2 separate regions of the Triticum aestivum genome follow, and region 1 is linked to region 2. A link is a contact called in public HiCAR-type data. All regions are on one chromosome and are shown on one strand. The core of a region is the stretch at or near the end of the contact, and the rest is flanking DNA. Distances in the headings are between cores, read along the strand shown. Region 1 holds the start of LOC123093735 (noroxomaritidine synthase 3). Region 2 holds the start of LOC123093733 (alkane hydroxylase MAH1).

Evidence for each region. HiCAR-type assays count read pairs that join an accessible place to other places.
Region 1: a HiCAR-type map of leaf shows a contact between it and region 2, with 3 times the contacts expected there. The contact joins the promoter of LOC123093735 here to the promoter of LOC123093733 in region 2. A contact is called at or near these places in 2 of 5 Hi-C or Micro-C datasets (leaf and root) and 1 of 1 datasets of contacts at active chromatin or transcription factors (leaf).

The regions. Positions count from the first base shown.
Region 1 is chr4B:633,908,021-633,912,824 of IWGSC CS RefSeq v2.1, reverse strand. It overlaps LOC123093735 (noroxomaritidine synthase 3), which reads right to left and starts at 2,405. Exons shown (of 1, transcript XM_044515766.1): 1 at 383-2,405. The coding sequence starts at 2,336. The coding sequence ends at 735.
Region 2 is chr4B:633,657,330-633,662,264 of IWGSC CS RefSeq v2.1, reverse strand. LOC123093733 (alkane hydroxylase MAH1) reads left to right here and starts at 3,134. Exons shown (of 1, transcript XM_044515764.1): 1 at 3,134-4,935. The coding sequence starts at 3,265. The coding sequence ends at 4,788.

The sequences.
Region 1 (4,804 bases), core at 1,156-3,655, 250 kb before region 2:
AGTCTCTTGATAATCTGATGGAAGGACACAAATTGGCAAACAATGTGGGGAAGTAGAATTATTCATACGTACACGGTTCCTTCTTTCTAGCTCCTGCCCCCTAGCTAGTACTACATGCGTGTCGATGCATAAAAAAATATATAAATAAAATAGTACTACATGCGTGCTGATCTATATTACTACACCATATATGGATAGAATGATACAACTCCCTGTGCGTGGCACATTATTCAACAAACGCATGTGGGACATGGATATCTATCTGAATATCTGACTCCGGCCGTTTGCCGAATTAATGCTGCTTCCAAAGTCTGCCTCTCCCCGTTCTAGCCACGGCTAGTTGCAATAGGATGTAGCATACAAAAGTGTGATATGCATAACGAATAGGAAAGTGAGAGGATGCATATGATAACTTCCAGAAATGTATAGTGTGCAGCGGGGACAAGCATCAGGCCAACCTGTATAGATCACGCGTCGATCCAAGCTGGTGCCCATACGTCCATTTTCTATTTAGGGTACACACATACAGCTTATACACATGTCGCAACGCACACCTACACACGTCTATATTTTTCATATACTTTTATTCTTGTAGTATGGAGCACCATTACACTATTATTAAGCACACATGCCACTCTTGCACACATATAATACGTACATGACGTACGTGTAGCTACGTACGCCCCGTATACCTTGCGGCCGAGACGTGTAGGCACTAGGCACGCACGTACGTACTAGATAGAGCCATGCACGCGCGTTGCGTTCCTCCGCTTGACCGTGACGGCGAGCCCGTTCTTCATGTGGAGAATGATGGACAGCTTCGGCTCGACGACGTGGCCCGGCACGGTCTCGACTGCGAAGTTCCAGAGCACGGCGGCGGCGGCGGTCTTCATCTGCACGAACGCCATCTCCTTGCCGAGGCAGGTCCTTGGCCCGGCGTTGAAGGAGATGAACTTGTAGGACGGCTCGTACCTCAGCTTCCCGTCGGCGGTGACCCACCTCTCCGGCCTGAACTCCATGCGGTCCTTGCCCCACACGCCCTCCATCCTCGCCATGCAGTAGGAGAAGATGAGTATCTTGTCGCCGGCCTTCATCTCGTGCCCGCTGGGGAGCACGTCGTCGGCCACCGCCGCCTTGTGCTCGAAGGGCACGGACGGGTACAGCCTCAGGCACTCGCACAGCGCCGCGTGCAGGTACACCATGCCGCTCAGCTCGCTCACGTCGAACACCACCATGCCGTCGTCGGTGGCCAGCTTCTTCTTCCGGGAAGCGATGGGCGCCAGCTCGTTCAGGATCTTCTGCTCGACGCGCGGGTTCTTGGAGAGCAGGTAGAAGAACCAGGACAGCGCTGCGCCGGTAGTGTCCCGGCCGGCGAGCAGGAGGTTCACCGTGGTGTCGCGCAGGAACTCGTCGCTGTACTCGCTCGCGTCACCGTTGCAGATGAAGGACGAGAGCATGTCGGACGAGTCGCTGACGCCCTCGTTTGGTCGGAGCTTGTGGTCGGCCCTGCGTTTGGCGATGGTGTCCGCGGCGAACCGGTCGATGGTCCGACGAGCCGCGGCCATCTTCCTCTCGGTGCCGACCTCATACCGGTACATGAGCTTCCAGCACGCCGGGGAGATGATGTGGCGGAGGAAGAGCGTCTCGAGCACGTCGTCCATGGCGCGCGCGAAGGGCACCACGGGGAGGCCGATCTGCAGGCACCCGGGGTCGACGCCGAAGACGAGGTTGCAGGTCATGTCGAAAGTGAGGCGCAGGAACACGTCGTGCAGGTCGCAGGGGGTCCCGGTCCCGGCCTCGGCGGCGTGCGCGAGGAAAGGCAGGAGGCTCCTCTCCACCTTGTCGCGGCTGTACCGCGCGGAGAAGGCGCGGAAGCGAGGGCCCGCCATGATGAGCTGGGACTTGGCGCGCTGGCGGCGCCAGGAGTCGCCGTCGGCGTTGAAGATGCCGTCGCCAAAGACGTCGAAGATCTCGGCAAAGTCCTCGCCCTTGGGGTAGTTGGTGAAGTTGGAGGTGAAGATGTGGCGCACGTTGGCGGGGTCGCAGGTGACGAAGAAGCGGACGCCGGTGATGCCCGCGCGAGCTTCGAAGTTGTAGCGCGTGGCGGCAAGGATGCCGGTGGCCCAGTCATGGAAGTGGGACAGGTTGGCGACCATGCCGAAAAGATGGCCCAGGACTGGCCATTCGGTCGGCTCCGCCTTGCTTATTTTCTTGGACTGGAGGTGGCGGTAGTAGAAGACGAAGAAGCAAAGGAGAGAGAGGAGTTCCACGAACCAGAGGAGGGAATCCATGGCTGCCTTGGAATGGAAGAAGATGTGAGGTCGCCGGTGCAACATATGGGCTTATATGGACGCACTCTTGCATGCATGTAAGATGATGAGTAAATGTGTTTCATAGGTTGGTGAGGCGTCTCCCATCAGCTTACAGTATGGGGATTGGGGTCATCAGTAGGATATCTCTTTTTATAATTCTACTTTGTGGTCTTCGATATAAAATGAAATTATGTGCTCCTACATATCATATCCAATATCTGTGAGTGATTTTTTTTTGCGGGTGGTGTGAGTGAGAATTGTGTGGATCACATATATGTTCTCTTTGGAAGTGGAAATGTATGGCCTGTGTTTTTGTAGAAGGTATGTCATTATCCACGCAACTGAAATTCTTTTGAGCTTACGTTGATAATTTCGCCATCGATGGGGCATGAATTGACGCAGAGACTACAATGACGGAGACAAGGTGGGACAGGAACTGACGCAGAGACTACGATGGATGCGAGACTGGAAGAGTTAGGCTTCAGACTGAGATGGCAGTGACGATCTAAGTGGGAAGTGTTATTTGAACACCCCTAATTTACTCATATTTGTAAAATATATGATGTCTTAGAGATTTCAAGTGCATTTGAACCAAGAACATTTTAGCTTTTCGCTCAGGAAAACAAGCTTTTAGCATGTAGTAACTTCTAGCGGGAAGGAAAGGAGAGTTCTCATAGTCTTGAGTCGTGACCTCATGAGGGATGGTGAGCCGAAGATGACAGTAACATGAAGAAAACAAATACTAGCAAATTAGTTATTCTCTATGTCAGAATCGGTATCAATTAAGAAATAAAAGGTACAAATTGTTACGTGAAAAGCAATTGTGGAAAAAAATTGTCTATGCTTGACGATGAATTACATTATATCAGAAGTGTTTACAAATGGGGACGATTAGCGACGAGTCGTCTTTTAACTAGGCCTGTGCGACTTACAAGAGTCAATATAGGCAACATTCCTTTTGACCCGAGTCAAAGCGGAGAAGAACCTACATACCTAATCAATTTAGCTACATGTAAGTCCTTGAAATTTTATTCTGGGTCAGTCGAATTTGTGTGCCGTTGATCTTGCTTTGTGATTCATGTTGCTATTTCTCCCGATTTGTTCTTTGAGGTGTTTGGGCCGTGTTAAATCGGCTGACCACATACTTGGGTCGGTTGATTCCTTAGTGGGCCGAGGACCATTACCAGGTGGGACCCAGCCTTCCCTTTCTCCCTTTATTTTTCTCTTTCTATTTGTTTTTCTCTTATTTTTTATTTTCTATATTAGTTGGTTTGTATTTCTTTTCTTCTGTGGGGTATTTTTAGGATGCTAAGTGGGTGTAAATATATGCCCCCAAACACTCCTTCCATTCCATAATTCTTGCCATGAATTTGAGCTAAAACCTCGACAAATATTATGAAACAGAGGGAGTACTATACAAGTATGTGCCAAAATTGCACTGCTATATGATTAATATTTGCATATAGTGCCATTTCAGTGCAAAAATGTGTGGCAATTCTTCTTAAAAGGTAATACCAATGCTACTAATTCATTCTTTCTTAATATTTTTATTATTTAAATTTTGTCTTAGTTTTATTTTACGCTCTTCTTTAAAGGTAATACAAATGCCACTAATTTATTTTTTTTCATAGGGTACTTCTTGTTACAAAAAATCGCACTATCATATGTGTTTATTCTCGCATATTTTTAAGCACAATTTCTATGTAATTGTGCGCAAATTTTGTCATTATTTATTTTAGATTTTTTTTATTTTCTTAAAGGGTACTGCCTTCGATTCTATTTAGTTCGTGTCTAAGAGCAAGCACATATACCAAGGAGAGCTACGCGACCAAGAACTGGACATTTTGACCCATGGTATGGGGTTTGAGATGTCTTTGTCTGCATGCTCGTAATAATTGCACAGTCGAAACTCCGAACCAGTTGATTGGCTGCCTTCCTTCCTCCTCGTTCCCCACGCCACCGCATGCACGCTGTCCAGGAGCTCGACCAGTGCATGCCCTTCCTCTTTCTTGGTATTTTTTTGACAAAACGAGCCTCTTTCAGCGACTTCAAGCACGTTTGGCCCCTGGCCGAAACTAATTCCAAATCTGGACCCCAGGGTCAGCGCCAAAGAACAAGGCACCGAGTGTGCACATCTCGGCTCCAACATCTGTGGCGCCGAACTAGTGGGCCCAAGAACATCACCGTAACACCGAGTGGACGGGAAACCGGCGACGTGGCATATTCGGCGCCATACTTGCTGGCGCTGAACTATGGATAGGTTTTACCCCCCCTCCCAATCGATTCACCGTGGGGAAATTCCCCATATCCTTTTCATTGAACCTAGTCGAGCCGCCGCAGCCAGCCGAGGTAGCCGCCGCCGACCTCGGCCAGTCGCCTCCCACCAGCCCCGGCTAGTCGCCTCCCTCAGCCCCGGCCAGTCGCCGTCGACGCCCCCCGCCCCGGACCATGTGTCGTGGTTCTAAGTCTGACAGTAGAGTGGGGGTAGGTAT
Region 2 (4,935 bases), core at 1,885-4,384:
TCGCCTCCACCAACTTCAGATTTCTTTTTATCAAAAAAAAAAGAGACCAACTTCAGCTTCGCCAGACATAAAGATGGGGAAAACTAGGCGATTTTGCTAAGAAAAATCGGCACCAAGCAAACCCTTCAATTTTGAGAAAGCGACAGGAGGAATACTATATACTCCTTCCGTCTAGGTGTGTAAGTCATCTTATGAAAACTAAATAATTCCAAAGCACTTAAGCACGGTGCATTAAATTATATCTTGTTTCTTGTTTCTTGACGTATCAACCAATAAGAGATGTCGGGTGTGCATGTTTTTAATGACTTGAGACTACCAAACACGACATGCAGTGGTTAGTGCATGCAATGATATTAATTAGCAAATGAACATTAAGTTTTCTTGTTTTTCCCTCTTCCTTGGTCACTGTGCACAACCTAAGATGACTTACTCACCTAGACGGAGGGAGTACTACCTCCGTCTAGGTGAATAAGTCATTTGCGTAGTTCTAGGTCATCGATTTGAGCAATTAAATATGTGTTATATGTCATGAAAAGTATATCACTAGATTTCTACACGAATGTAGTTTCTAAATATATATTTTTGTCACATATAATACATATTTAGATAGTTAAATCGTCGATCTAGAACTACGCGAATGACTTATTCACCGAGACGGAGGTAGTACCTAAGAGATTAAACTCCACTAAATGCATCTACAGCCGGCCACCTCAAACCCGCCTCAAACGACCAGGCGGACAGACTGGTCAGGGACTGGTCAAAAAACCCGGCCTAGAGGGACGCCTCAAACGGGCATCAAACGATCGGGCTGACCGGCACCTCTCATATCCAGTCCAAATATAGGGCGAATATGGAGAGGTCCGGGCATGACCGACGCGTCCGCCACATCGGACTGACGATGAGGTCCCACAAGAAAATACCCGAAAACCCGATGGTCCGATGACAATCTCCTGCGGTGGGGCGTGAACGCCGCGTGGCGCCGCTCCGACTTGTCACCCGAGGGCCAAATTCCGGCTATTTAAGCCGAACGGTGTCCCCAAGCCCTAACAACATCCACTTCCACCCTCTCGGCGCCGCCAACCCGAGCCCATCCACCCCGCCCCCCTCGTCCCTCGTCGCCTTACTCTTCAAAAGTTGGCCACTCACCCGCAACCATAGTCAAGTAGCCATGCCACAACGACGACGAGTGAGCTATCTAACTCCAGGGCGCCAGCTGCAGCTCCTTGAGTTGATTCGGGCAAGGCATGAAGGCCGAACGCCGAGGGGCTACCACGGGACGCGACGGATCTGGAAGAGGAGTTCGAGGAGGAGGAGAAGTTCCAGGAGGAGGTGGAGTTGCAGGTCGATGCGGACGCGAAGCAGGATGTGGACGTGAGGATGTAGATCTATGGGCGGAGAAGCAGGCAATCCTCGATTCCCTTAAGTTGGAGGCAGAGACGGAGGCCAACTGTCGTATACTCCAGGCGGAGCAGGAATCGGATGTCGTGAGATGCTTGCCTACATGCATGGATGAGGAGGAGGAGGAGGCGGAGCCCTCCTATGCACTCATCTACCTGGCACTCAGAAAGGAGATAGCGGACATCTCCGACGAGGACGATGTGTAGTTTACACTAGTCTCATTTGCATTGTACGTAATTTTTTATCTCATGCTTTTTGTATGGATCTAAGGGATAAAATATGACGTACTCGGATGCATGGCAGAAAATATGAGGTGTGTGCAGTCACTGCCCGCGGATGCGCGCGTCCGCGGGCGTTTTAGGGCCCGGATTTTATGTCCATGGTTGTAGATGCTTTAACTTATTTATCACAACATGCAAGCATGTCATATCAACATACAGTTATGGATGAGATAAGGCCCACCTCAACATGCAATCATGCGTGATAAAGACCCACCACCACATACAATCATGCATGGAAAACTTTTCTATGTTATTATTCTATCTATATTCAATAAATATTTTACAATTGTACATAATCAAATATAGCAAGCCATATGTATTTTAAATTTAATTCATATGTCATTAATCTAAACATTTATATTTCACACAATCAAATGTCATCAACGTATATTGCAACCGTCTCACTGCAGCAATGCGCGGGTATTGAAGAAAGTGCGCATCCACCGGATGCATGGCCGGCTAAGTCAACGAGGTTGGGTCTCCCGGCTGGTGCATGCGGCGGTGACCCATAAATTGTGATAGGCATGCATGGCCGAGATCATACAGTATACTAGTACCCGATTAGCAAGGATGGACGATGCATAGCAAGCCACGCGCGTAGGTGTTCAAGATAGCACATGCATGCAGTTAACATTAATCAAACTATATATATTTGTGTGTACGTACTCCAGCTGCAAGGGAGCAAAGTACACATGCATGCACACCGACGGCTGGTCCAGTCCAGGGTCCAGGATATCAATCGGAACCATCTCCACGCATATGATATATCCACCATTTCTCTGCCTCACTCAACGTTCCCTCCCACTGCCGGGTGTCTTCTTGCAACTTGCATCCACACGTACACATCCGTGATTCGGTGGCAAGCCCGGGCAGGCCTATCACTTCATGCATGTGCATGTGGCTTATGCTATCAAGCCACGTACGCACTCAATCATTTATGTCAGCATGCAACTGCCAGGAAAGTGACACCAGCATCGATCAGCACACGCAATCGGAGTATGCTACCTCGAAATCTCAATAGGAGATGAAGATGAGACCTTTTAAGTCGGAAAAACGAAAGAATTGAGATCAACCCTATACATCGGAAAGGAGGGAGTACCATATTTCTCACCTTTAATTTATTATGTTGTATCAACCATGTGTGTACGGTACACGATGCGTTATACTAGTTGAAATTCAATTGAAAATGTTATACCCATATCTTGGAAATTGACAACTAATTTTGTTGACTTTCCAGGTGCATATTTGTGGACTTCACTCTAAATTAAAAATGACCATGAACAGACTGCACCTACACCACTGGTCTCAAGATTTCAAATCCACGTTTGTGAATTGTGATGATCAATCATATTCAAAACAATTTGTTTGTGAACAGACTGCCAATCAGGAGTACCATCTCAAATGAAAGCCAAACCCGGCATTGATTATGCTCTGCTCGAGTATGAGTACATATAGGTGAGTGACCCTCCAAACGTTCGCCAGTCTCCGTCTCCAACTCCACACCACCATTGGCGCGCTCCACCTCGCCTCGACCTTCATCACGTACGTGCGTGCAGCGTGCAACGGTGCAAGGGAGCTGGCAAAAATGGCGCCCGTCTCCTTCTTCGAGCTCTCGCTCTCCTTGCTATGCTTCGTCGTCTTCTACTACTTCCACGCCAGGTCCAAGCGGAAGAACCCGGTGATCCCGCTGGAGTGGCCGCTGGTGGGCATGCTCCCGGCGCTCCTCGCCAACCTCCCGCGCCTCCACGACTGGGTCACCTCCCTGCTCACCGCCAGCCCGCTCAACTTCCGCTTCGTCGGCCCGCCGCGTTCGGGCATGGAGCTCTTCCTCACCTCCGATCCGGCCAACGTCCGCCACGTCTTCACCTCCAACTTCGCCAACTACCCCAAGGGCCCCGAGTTCGCCGAGATCATGGACATCCTCGGTGGCGGCATCTTCAACGCCGACGGCGACTCCTGGCGCCGCCAGCGCGCCAAGGCGCAGCTTCTCATGTCCGGCCCAAGGTTCCGGGCCTTCGTGACACGGTGCAGCCGGCGCAAGGTCGAGCGCGACCTGCTCCCGCTGCTCGCCCACGTCGCCGGCGGCGGCACCGGCGTGTGCGACCTGCAGGACGTGTTCCTCAGGCTGACGTTCGACACGACGACCACGCTGGTGTTCGGCGTCGACCCCGGCTGCCTGGCCATCGGGTTCCCGGAAGTGCCGTTCGCGCGCGCCATGGACGATGCCATGGACGTGCTCCTCCTCCGCAACGTGCTCCCTCCGTCGTGGTGGAAGCTGGTGCGGTGGCTCGGGGTCGGGTACGAGCGGAAGATGGCCGTGGCGTGGCGCGACATCGACCGGTTCATCGGCGACACGATCGCCAAGCGGCGGGAGGCGGTGAAGGCCAGAGGCGGCATCGAGGACTCGGCGGACCTGCTCTCCTCCTACATCGACGACGAAGCCAGAACGGTCGTCGACGGCTTCCTCCGCGACACGACCATGAACCTCATGCTGGCCGGCCGCGACACGACCGGCTCGGGGCTCTCCTGGTTCTTCTACCTCCTCACGAGGAACCCAGAGGTGGTGTCCAAGATCCTCGCAGAGCTGGACACCGTGAGTTCCACCACCACCACCCCGGACGGCATGGTGACCTACGACCCGGACGAGCTGGGGCGGCTGGTGTACCTGCACGCGGCGCTGTGCGAGTCGCTCCGGCTGTACCCGCCGGTGCCGATGGAGCACAAGGGCGTGGTGGCCGCTGAGGCGCTGCCGAGCGGGCACGAGGTGCGGCCGGGGGAGAAGGTGATGGTGTCGCTGTACGCGATGGGGAGGATGGAGGCGGTGTGGGGCAAGGACTGCCGGGAGTTCCGGCCGGAGCGGTGGATCGGGGAGGACGGCAAGCCGCGGTACGTGCCGTCGTACAAGTTCGTGTCCTTCAACTCCGGCCCGCGGACGTGCCTCGGCAAGGACATGGCGTTGGTGCAGCTCAAGGCGGTGGCGGCCGCCGTGGTGAGGAACTTCGAGGTGGAGGCGGTGGCCGGGCAGGTCGTGGAGCCCAAGATCTCCATCATCCTCCACATCAAGAACGGCTTCAGGGCCAGGATCAAGAGGAGGCACGCAGGTGCTTGATTAAAAGGTGAATTGAGAGTAATCAACCGTGTGCCTGATGGATGATGGTGAAAGAAAGATGCATGGAGTCGGCGAATTTTTAGCTGCGCTTGATCGATCGATCGCTGACAAGGGACGCCGCATGTAGCTAGAAGGAAGAATCTAGTG